Regions from separate parts of the Sus scrofa genome. Here region 2 is linked to region 1. A link is a contact called in public promoter capture Hi-C data. All regions are on one chromosome and are shown on one strand. Each heading gives the region's core, a stretch centred on a gene start, on an enhancer-like site or on the middle of the called end of the contact. The rest is flanking DNA. Distances are from core to core; before and after follow the strand shown.

Region 1 (4,763 bases), core at 1,010-3,509:
CCTTTCTGCCATAGCCTTTATCCCCTTTTCTTTCTAAGCACTACTGATTTTTATTATTATTTTTAAATTGAATTATAGTTGATTTACAATGCTAATATCTGCTCTACAGTAAAGTGATTGTTATATATATTTTTAGTATTCCATTCCATTATGGTTTATTATAAAAACACTGCTGATATATATATATATATATATATATATATTTTTTTTTTTTTTTTTTTTTTTTGGTTGTGCCCAGGGCAAATGTAAGTTCCCTGGTCAGGGTTGGAACCCATACCACAGCAGTGACAACAGCGGGTCCTTAATCCAATAGGACAGCAGGTAATTCTCCTAGTAATTTTTTTTTTCTTTTCAGGGCTGCACCAGGGGCAAATGGAAGTTCCAACAGCTAGGGGTCCAACTGGAGCTGCAGCGGCTGGTCTGCAGAAACACTGGATCCCAGCTGCATCTACAACCTATGCAGCAGCTTGCTGCTACGTTGCATCCTTAACCTAGTGGCGGAGGACAGGGAAAGAAGCCGAATCCTTAGGGACACTAAGTTGGGTTCTTTTTTTTTTTTTTTTTTTAAGTTGGGTTCTTGACCTGCTGAGCCACAAAGGGAACTCCTCCTCTGCTAATCTCTTAAGATTCAACAGAGAACAAGACTGCCAAGATCCTTGCCTTGTAAGAACTTACTTTGTGGTGAGAGGAGGCACACAAGTAAATCATTTCAGAGAGCAATGCGGGCTATGAAAAACTAAAACCAGGCCACAGGAGAGTGTAGAGGGAGGTACTTTAACGCAGCTGGTCTGACAAGCGTTCTCTGCTTCCAGGCCATTTGAGCCAAACCTTGAGGAATGACGACGAGGCAGGAGAGAGGAAACTGCGAGGGCAAAGGCCTTGAAGCAGAGAAGAGCTTGGAGGTCTGACGAAGCAGAAAGAAGGGCAGTGTGGCTGGGCAGCCCTAGCCAAGCAGAGAGTGGAGTTCAGATGAACGCAGAGGAGGCGGCGGGGCCAGATCCTGCCGGGACTTGTAGCCCACAGTGAGGTCAGATTTTCTTCCAAAAGTGATGGCTTTACAGCCAAACCGCTTTGTAGAAGGGCGCTTTCGCAGCCCCTGGGACTTATCCAAGCCCCCGTGGCTCGTACCCCCGCCGTCAGCGTATGAGTCTAAGGGCCAGTTTTGCATCTGTGCGGTCATCGCCCCTTTACGTGGCTTCTTCCTCTCCAGACCTTGAGCCCCTGGGACGTCCCCAGCCTGGTGACCACAGCGCGCAGCTCGGCGCCTGGTCCACAGGAGGCGCGCAGCCCGGGTGATGCGGAGATCGCACACGGCAGGTGATTGAGAAATCGGCGCAGAACTAACCCCCTGGAAACCCGGCCTCCCACTTGGCGCGGCCACGAGGATTCCCGGCCGGAGGAGGCGGGGGCTGGCGCGTGACGCAGGCTGCAGCACATGGCCCAGGAGTGTGCTTTTTGGGACAGGTGCGGGGGCCGCCAACTTCACGAAGGCACAGACGCAGCCTGGCCGAGGCACAGCTCTCCTGCCGAGGTTTATTTTCGGCTTTGTGAGTCGGCTGCGCGGCCGCAGAGGTCTAGTCAAGGGACGGGTCAGGGTGGGGGGCGGGCGCAAGAGCCCCCTGGACGCAACGAGAAGCGAGCCGCGTGAGTGGTGGCGGCCCGCCGGCCTAGCCACTTAGAAGTTTTTTTGTGGACTCCAAGGCTCAACTTGCTAATCTAGGAAATTGGTCTCTGAAATAAACGAAGACTCGCTTCGCAAGTTCATTCACCTTCTTCACTTCCCTCTTCTCTTTGGAAGCCCAAGAGTCTGGCGTAGGAGGCTGTCACCCACTACATCCCTCAGTCCCAGGGGCCCAGTAGCTGGACTAGACTTTGCGTCCCCCGGGGCCTCGGAAGCGCCGGAAAAGCCCCCTCGGGGTGCGGCCGCGGGGCCAGGTCACGTGACCCCCGCACGCCGCCTGGCAGCTGCGGCTGCAACTAGCGCGCATGCGCATTTCTCTATCCTCCCCACCTCGGTTGGCTCCGACGCAACCACTGTCAGCTCCTCCCCTCTGTCCCAGTCTTCATCCTTCCTGACTTTCACTCCCTTTCCCCCGCCCACTGGTTACGTCAGGCGGACAGGCCTACGAGCCAATCACGGCTCTATATTCAGGGGACGGCACGCGGAACCGGTCGGATCGGACCAATGGGGGCTCTCGGAGTGGGCGCGCCCCAACTGGGCAGGGGAGCCGGGGCCGAGTGGGCGGTGCTTCCCCAGTCAGCATGTGGGCGGGGGAGGGCGGTGACCAGCAGCCGCAGAGGCGTCGACGGCGGCGGCGACGACGAAGACGTTCCTCAGTCTTCGGGGTGGGCTCGGTGGCGCAGGCCGGGCTTCGCGGAGGTCTCGGTGGTCTGCGGCGGCGGCCCTAGAGAGGCCGCGGCGCTATGGCGTGGTGGTAGACCGGCTCAGGCCGGCGAGGCGAGGGGCGGCGGCGATCATCCGGTCCGCGGCGACCTTCGGCGGGGCCCGGGGGTAGGGAGACTCGGGGCGGGGGTCGTCCCGGACAGCGCGGGGCCGCGGGGCGGGGCTCGCAGGCCGTCGGGGTGCAGGAGGTCTGGGTCGCCGCGAGGAGCCGCCGCCGGCCGCTGGGCCCCGCCACCGGGCCGCTCGACGACGACGCTCCCGCGGGAGCCCCGCCTGAGGAGGACGCGGCGGCGGCGGCGAGGCCGCGGGAGGCCGCGGAGGATGGAGGAGCGGAAAGAGGAGGGCGAGGCCGAGATCCAGGAGCACGGGCCCGAGCACTGGTTTTCCAAGTGGGAGCGGCAGTGCCTGGCCGAGGCGGAGCAGGACGAGCAGCTGCCCCCCGAGCTGCAGGAGGAGGCGGCGGCCGCCGCGCAGCCCGAGCACAAGCAGCAGAAACTGTGGCACCTCTTCCAGAACTCGGCCACCGCCGTGGCCCAGCTCTACAAAGGTGAGGGCTGCTGCCGCCATCTTGCGCCGTCGCCCCCGTCGCCGCCGCCTAGGGCCCGGCTGTCGGGCGGTCGGCGGAGAGTCCGGGGTTGGCGGTGGGGTTGGGCGGTCTCCGAGGCTCCGGCCGTCGCGTCGCGGCCCTGCCGCCCCCTCCCCGCAAGATGGCGTCGCGGGAGGCGGGCCGTCGGGAGGCGCCCGGGGGGTGGCCCGGGGCGGGCGCTGGGGGCTCCTGCGTTGGGGGCCGCCCGGGGGGCCCCTCGCTTCTGGGGCCGGGCCGCCGGGCGCCCGGGGCCTGTGAGGGGAGGGGAGGGGCCCCCGGTCACAAAATGGCGAAGGGAGGCTCCGGGGCGGCCTATTGTGCCGGAGCCGGTCTCGGGGCGGGGACTTTGAGGGGGCGCCTCCCACCGCCGCGCCTGGGCCCCGGCTGCGCCCCGCGTCCCGCGTCCCCCCCTGGCCGCCCGCCGCGACCCCCTTCCTGCCGGCCCCCGACCCAGTGCGGGATCCCGAAAACCTTGAACAAAATGGCGAAACCTAATATGGCCGTTCCGGAGTGATTGACGCCCAAATAACATTGCTTTCTCTCTCTCTCCCCCCTCCCCCCTCGCCCCGTCTTTGTGCATTTCTTTCTTTCTTTTTTTTTTTTTTTTTCTCTTTTTGTCGTCTTTCAGACCGAGTGTGTCAGCAGCCAGGACTTTCTCTCTGGGTCCCCTTCCAAAACGCAGCCACCGCTGTCACCAACCTCTACAAAGGTAACGCTAACCTTGCTGCATTGCCGACTAAGGGGAAGGGCAGCCTGAGTCAGGGGATAAGTACGGCGTTCCGAGGGCATTGGCCACCTTGACCTGGCCCCGGGTCGAGGAGTGTTTTCTGCTCCTGAATCCAGCCATTAATAGCTTGCAACTAGAGAATACCGGTGGTGGTATATACCTAGATAGCCGATTCTCAGCTAGGGGGCATTTGTCCCCCCTCGGCGACATTTGGCAATGTCTGGGGGCATTTGTGGGTGTCATCATTTAGAGGAGGCTGCTGAATATCCTGTGGTGCTGAAACAGCCTCCCCACTCCCACGTCGGCCCTGGCAGTAGTGTCGAGGTTGAAAAGCTCAAAGCTGGAGACCCTGGGAAGAATTTATGTCTCACAGAGAGGTGGAAGGCACACTGGTGGAAAAGCATCTCTTGGAAAAGGTTTTGAGTTTAGGCAATTCCCAGAATAGTGGTGGCATAGCATTTAAGTGCGTCGAAAAGTAGCTAATTGGAATAATATGTGCGCATATTAGCACCCTGCTTTTTCCTAGCAAGTCATGGATGTTTGCCTTCAAAACCAATTGTACTTCGTTGGCAGGAGATCTGTGATCGGAGTTTGAGTTGATTTGTGTTTCATGGTAGTGCTTTTCTGCAGTTAATCCCCTCCCCGCCCCCATGTGAAGGTATGTGGGTAAATGTTCTTGCCCATCATGCTTCCTTAGTAACAATGGGTTTAGATTTTGTGCATTACTCTCATTTCGAAGATTTGGAAATTTGGGTTTGATTTTTGGCAAGGTTTCTCTGGAAAAAGGATTTGAATTTGAATGCTAGTGTTAGTAATCGTGTAATTAAATCCTTTTAAACTTTTAGAAAGTGCTGATAAATGCTGTAAAGCTTTGTGCATTTCAAAATTATCGAACTTTGTTTCAACTATTGAAGCACAGGCTGTGGATCGACTTGATTCTCAGATTCCTTTTCTTGCATAAGAATGAGCAAATTAAGGTAGCATTTTATGGAAGAAATATCCTTTATTTTGGATTACCTGGGTAGAACTTGCAGGTTTTGGGAATC
Region 2 (4,763 bases), core at 1,690-4,189, 180 kb before region 1:
ACAGTGAGAAAATGCAGATTCTGAAGGTGGGGAGAGGTCTCAGATTGTGCATTTCTAAGAAGCTCCCAGCAAGGCAGATGCTGCTGGTCATCCAACACAGAGTGGCAGGGGTTAACAGTCTTGCCCACCTCTCAGCCCGAGTAAGAGGATGGGAGGGAGATTGAGGGGGAGAGAGCTCTAGATGAGTCACAGTCACCCTAGTAGACCCAGGTTCCATGCCAGTGCTTCCCCTCTCGACCTCCAGCCCAGCTGAGCTCCAGCCTCCCAAGAACTGAGGGCACATGGGCCAACAGGCCTGGCAGGTCAGGGGAGGCTGGACAGGGGGATCCCGAGGAAGTCGGAGAGGTCCTTAATAAGCCTGAGGACTCTTCGGGCCACACTCACCTCCATTGTTTGGGAGAGAGTGGGGAGCTCAGATGGGGGTGGGGGAGTGGAGGGGAAGGGGAAAAGGTTGATGGGGAGTGGGGGGCAAGACTCAGAAGGGGCGGGGCCAAGGGAGGGGCGGGGAGTCCTGGGGGAGGGAGCTGAGACCCCGAGGGGAAGGGGCGCAGGGGCGGGGAGGCCTGGCCACCGAAGAGAAGTACAAACAAGGCTTGGAGGGTGCAGCCGGTGATGCCCAGCCAGCGCCCAGCCGGAACCGCTCGGCCCGCCCCAGAATGCTGGGAAGAGGCTGGAAAGCCGGAAAGCCGAGGACTAGCTCCTGGGAAGCTGAGGCGCCCCTCCAGCACAACTGCCAGGCCCGGCTTAGCGCTTCCGGACCGCCCCGCCCCGCCCCGCCCCCGCCTGGGCACCCTGGAGGGGGGGAAGCTCGAGCCCTTGTTTGTAACTAAAAGTCGACTCAGCACCCCGTCACCCCCACTTCCAGCATTCCTGGATTCCAGTCTGTCTCCATTCTCCCAGGGCTTCGGTCAGAGCTGAGTCTCAGCCTAACTCTTCTCTCCGCTCGCTCCGTGAGCCCTGGCAGGCGACCTCGCCGCCCCCACCTCAGCTTCCTCATCTGTCAAATGAGACAGTTGTGGCGCAGCCTCTCAGCCGGGCGGATGTCGTGCGAGGGCGTTGTGCAGAGGGTGCCAGCGACAATGGGCTCAGGCAGCAAGAGTTGAGCCGCTGATGGTGGAACTGTCAGGCATGAGGATCTAGAATAATCCCTCCCATCCCTGTCCCTGCTGATGGGACACAAACCAAATGCCCTGACTTTGCCCCTCGCTGAGACAAAGAAAGGCCAGTTCTTCTCCCAAGGGAGCCCTCCCGCAACCCCACCCAGGACTCCAGAGCCCCGCGCTAGGCCTGGCTCAGCTCATTCCCCTTTGAGCATCTGCTGCAGGCCGGGCTCCATGACGACGCTACAGGGCCCTGTTGGTGCTCTACGGGGGCACCCCCGCCAGTTGGGGGGTGGGGATGGAGGGGAGGGTGACAGACACGCCAGCATTGAGAAGCCGTGGTCATCAAGACCTCCCCAGTACCGGAAGCACAGAGCGGGCTCAGAGGAGGCCCGGGCCTGAGGAGGCTGCTGCTTCGAGTCCTAAACTGGGTTGGGCGTGGGTAAGTCATTCCAGGCAGAGGGTCCGGCAGGGGCAAAAGGCCAGGGAGAGGGAGGACAGGCAGCAGAAAATGGGGTGGGGTAGGAGATAACAGAAAGCTCTGCGGACAAGTTTGGAAATTAAACAACCGTGCGACATTAGGAGATGATTTTAAGCTGAGGGTTGACTTGAACCTGTTTTTACAACTTCCCTCTAGGTTCAGGGTGGCGAAGGGATTGGAGGGGCGAGAATGGGAGCCGAGAGACGGAGAAATATCAAAAAGGCATGTGAAAACTGACAATAGCTAACGTTTCTCCCCGCACTGGGTGCGCCATCTCCTTTTACACTCACTCACTCTGCTAGGGTAGGAAAAACAATCTTCCCAGCCTACAGATGGGAAAACGGAGGCTCAGGGAAGCTTCCTATTTTGCAAAGAGACACCCCCGTCTGTGGGAACAGAGATGGTGCCTGGAGTGGGCTGGTCTCGCGCCCTCCACCCGCAAGACACACATCCACTCCAACCTCAGAAAAGCTGTGGGAGCCAGGGGCTTCCTTTTTAGGGGGAAAAAAAAAAAAAAACCGTTGCATTTCCGGCCTGAAAACTTGGGCTGCCAGCGAGGCCGGTGGGGAGGGGAGCCTGTGGGCTCGGGGGAAGTTTCTCTGCACTGCCTTGGGGCCCCCCATCCCGACGCAAACGCACCGGCCTGGCGCCCGGCGGCTCCTCCTCTCCAGACGCGGCCAATCGCGCGGCGCCAGGATACCCCCCCACACCCCGCCAGGCCTGGCGGAGGTCCCACTGCCGAGTCCACAGCTGGCGCGACCAGGCCTGGCTGGGGGCTGGCTCCACCTTCTGGAGCGGCGCCCCCCTCGCCTCGCCCCAGCGCACCGCGAGTCACCCCTTTCAGCTCCAGCCCACAGGCGAAAGGGGAGGGAGATAAGGGGGGCAGGCGGAGGGGGGGGAGGACGAGAAGGAGGGAAGGCTTTTTCCGCAAGAAGAAAACAGGTGGCCAGGCGGGAAATGCAACCTGACGTCTGCCCCCAAATCCCTCCAGCTGCTGCCACACCCACCCCTCTCCAGGAAGGATGAGTAACCCGTGCTCCCCAAACAGGTCACGGCGGCCCGGGTATTTTTTTAGGGGCCTAGAGAAACCCAGCCCGGAGACCCCGACCGAAGAGTCGGAAGACCCTGTAGAGGGGAGACGCATCGGGGCAGCAGCTGACGAAGAGGCCGAGGTCCCATCCCGGCCATCCCTGGGCCTCCTACAGGGCAGGGGCACCCCACCACACCCCTCCTGGGGTCCCGGGAGAAGCTCCTACCTGGTGATCCGTTCAGCTCCGCCAGCTGCTCCGCTCGAACTGCGAGAACTGGGCTGGGAAGGGGGCGTGGTTCACGGGACGGTCTCGCGGCGCCCCTGCCTAGGCCCCGCCCCCCAGAGCTCTCGGCCAATGGGGCTGCGGGCTGGAGCAAGAGCGGGGCGGGCGGGACCAGCCCGGACCGGACCTTTGTGTCTGCGCGCGGGAGTGGCGGGATCGCCGGGCGCAAAGCCTTGGGTGGGGGAACCCGATCTCTCGCCTGTGCTGCACCCCCGGCCAGAAAACGCCCCTGGAAAGTGGGAGAATTTGTTGTTCCCCTAGCCAACCGGGTCGGTCCGGCCCCCACTTGACCTTCGCTCCAGAATCCGGATGAGTCCGGGGCACCTCCGTCTTAGCGGAAAGAAAGAGATCTAGGAATGTCAAGAAGGAATGAGAGCTGCCAAAGGGAGGGAAAGAAAAAAACGAAAATGCAAAGAAAGAACAAAAAAAAAAAAACGGGAGCTGTTGATTTCGTTCTTTTTTTGTTTGTGTTTTTTGTTCTTAATTTCCACTTCCTCCTCGAGTCCTCTGTATCTGCAGGTGAATGACCTTACTCTCATTTAACAGGAGAGGAAACTGAGACAGAGAGGTGATCAACCCCTTACACACAACAAGTTGGGAACAGCCCCTGAAAGGGAGCCCAGCTCTGGATCAAGGCTCAGGCTGGCTGTTGAGGGGCAGCGGGAAGTGGGGAGGTATCCTGTAACTGTCCTGCGACAACAGGGTCCAGGATTGGGGGTAGCATGGGGGTCTCTCCTGAAACCCACTAGCTCTGCCTGCCTTTCATATATGCAGATCGCTTGCGGTGGGGGTGGGAGTGGGGGGGTCCCAGGAAAAAGAACCAGGCATGGCTTTCTTGACATGAGAAGCCCTTTTGTGATCTAAGCCTTTATTTATTTATCTTTTTAGGGCCGCAACTGCAGCATATGGAAGTTCCCAGGCTAGGGGTCCAATTGGCCCTGTATCTGCCAGCCTATACCACAGCAGTGCCAGATCCGAGCTGTATCTTCAACCGACACCACAGCTCACGCCAACACCAATCTTTAACCTACTGAGCGAGGCCAGGGATTGAACCTGCAGTAATTGCCAGGTCTGAAAATTATTGATGTTAAGGAAAGTGAAGGAATGCAGGAGCAAAGGAAAAGCAGTCAAGATACAATAGCTCATTCCCACTGTAGCTCAGCGAAATGAATCCCACTTGGAACCATGAGGATGCAGGTTCAATCCCTGGCCTCACTTGGTAGGTTAAGGATCTGGGGTGGGCATGACCTGTGGTGTAGGTCGCAGACACGGCTCAGATACCACATCTCTGTGGCTGTGGCGTCAGCTCAGACTCAACCCTTAGCCTGGGAACTTCCATATGCTACAGGTTCGGCATTAAAAGGCAAAAAAAAAAAAAAAAAAAAAAAAAAAAGACGCAATATTTCATCATGGATGAAACAGTCTTGGTTCCTCCGCAAAAGAACGATGATGTCGACCCTGTGACTTCAGTCACTGAAAGCTTGTACTCAGTCCACCTTGGCCACAGTTCTATGCCGACTTCTCTGCTCAAGCCCCTTCATGACTATGCATGTGGAGCCTTAGCTTAAACCTTCCTCAATTTTGCTGTTGGGAAGACACAGCTTTGAGGATGATTTCAGGTGTTCTTATGTGATGCAGGTAATAATAAACACTTCTCCAGAGCTTCAGCTTCCTTATATCTTTTGGCTGACACCCACCAAGAAGCAAACCCAGGAGTTCCCGTCATGGCCCAGTGATTAACGAATCCGACTAGGAACCATGAGGTTGCAGGTTCGATCCCTGGCCTTGCTCAGTGGGGTAAGGATCCAGTGCTGCCGTGAGCTGTGGTGTAGGTTGCAGACACAGCTCAGATCCCGTGTGGCTGTGACT

What was found. Promoter capture Hi-C pulls out the DNA fragments that hold promoters and counts their contacts.
Region 2: a contact with region 1 is called in a promoter capture Hi-C map of liver, with 2.3 times the contacts expected there. The contact joins the promoter of CARHSP1 here to the promoter of C3H16orf72 in region 1. A contact is called at or near these places in 1 of 5 promoter capture datasets (liver), 4 of 47 Hi-C or Micro-C datasets (embryonic fibroblasts, liver and skeletal muscle) and 2 of 2 datasets of contacts at active chromatin or transcription factors (alveolar macrophages and skeletal muscle).

Annotation. Positions count from the first base shown.
Region 1 is chr3:33,652,834-33,657,596 of Sscrofa11.1, reverse strand. It overlaps C3H16orf72 (UPF0472 protein C16orf72 homolog), which reads left to right and starts at 2,259. Exons shown (of 4, transcript XM_003354616.4): 1 at 2,259-2,951; 2 at 3,619-3,699. The coding sequence starts at 2,726.
Region 2 is chr3:33,832,523-33,837,285 of Sscrofa11.1, reverse strand. It overlaps CARHSP1 (calcium-regulated heat-stable protein 1), which reads right to left and starts at 2,939. Exons shown (of 4, transcript XM_003124608.6): 1 at 2,838-2,939.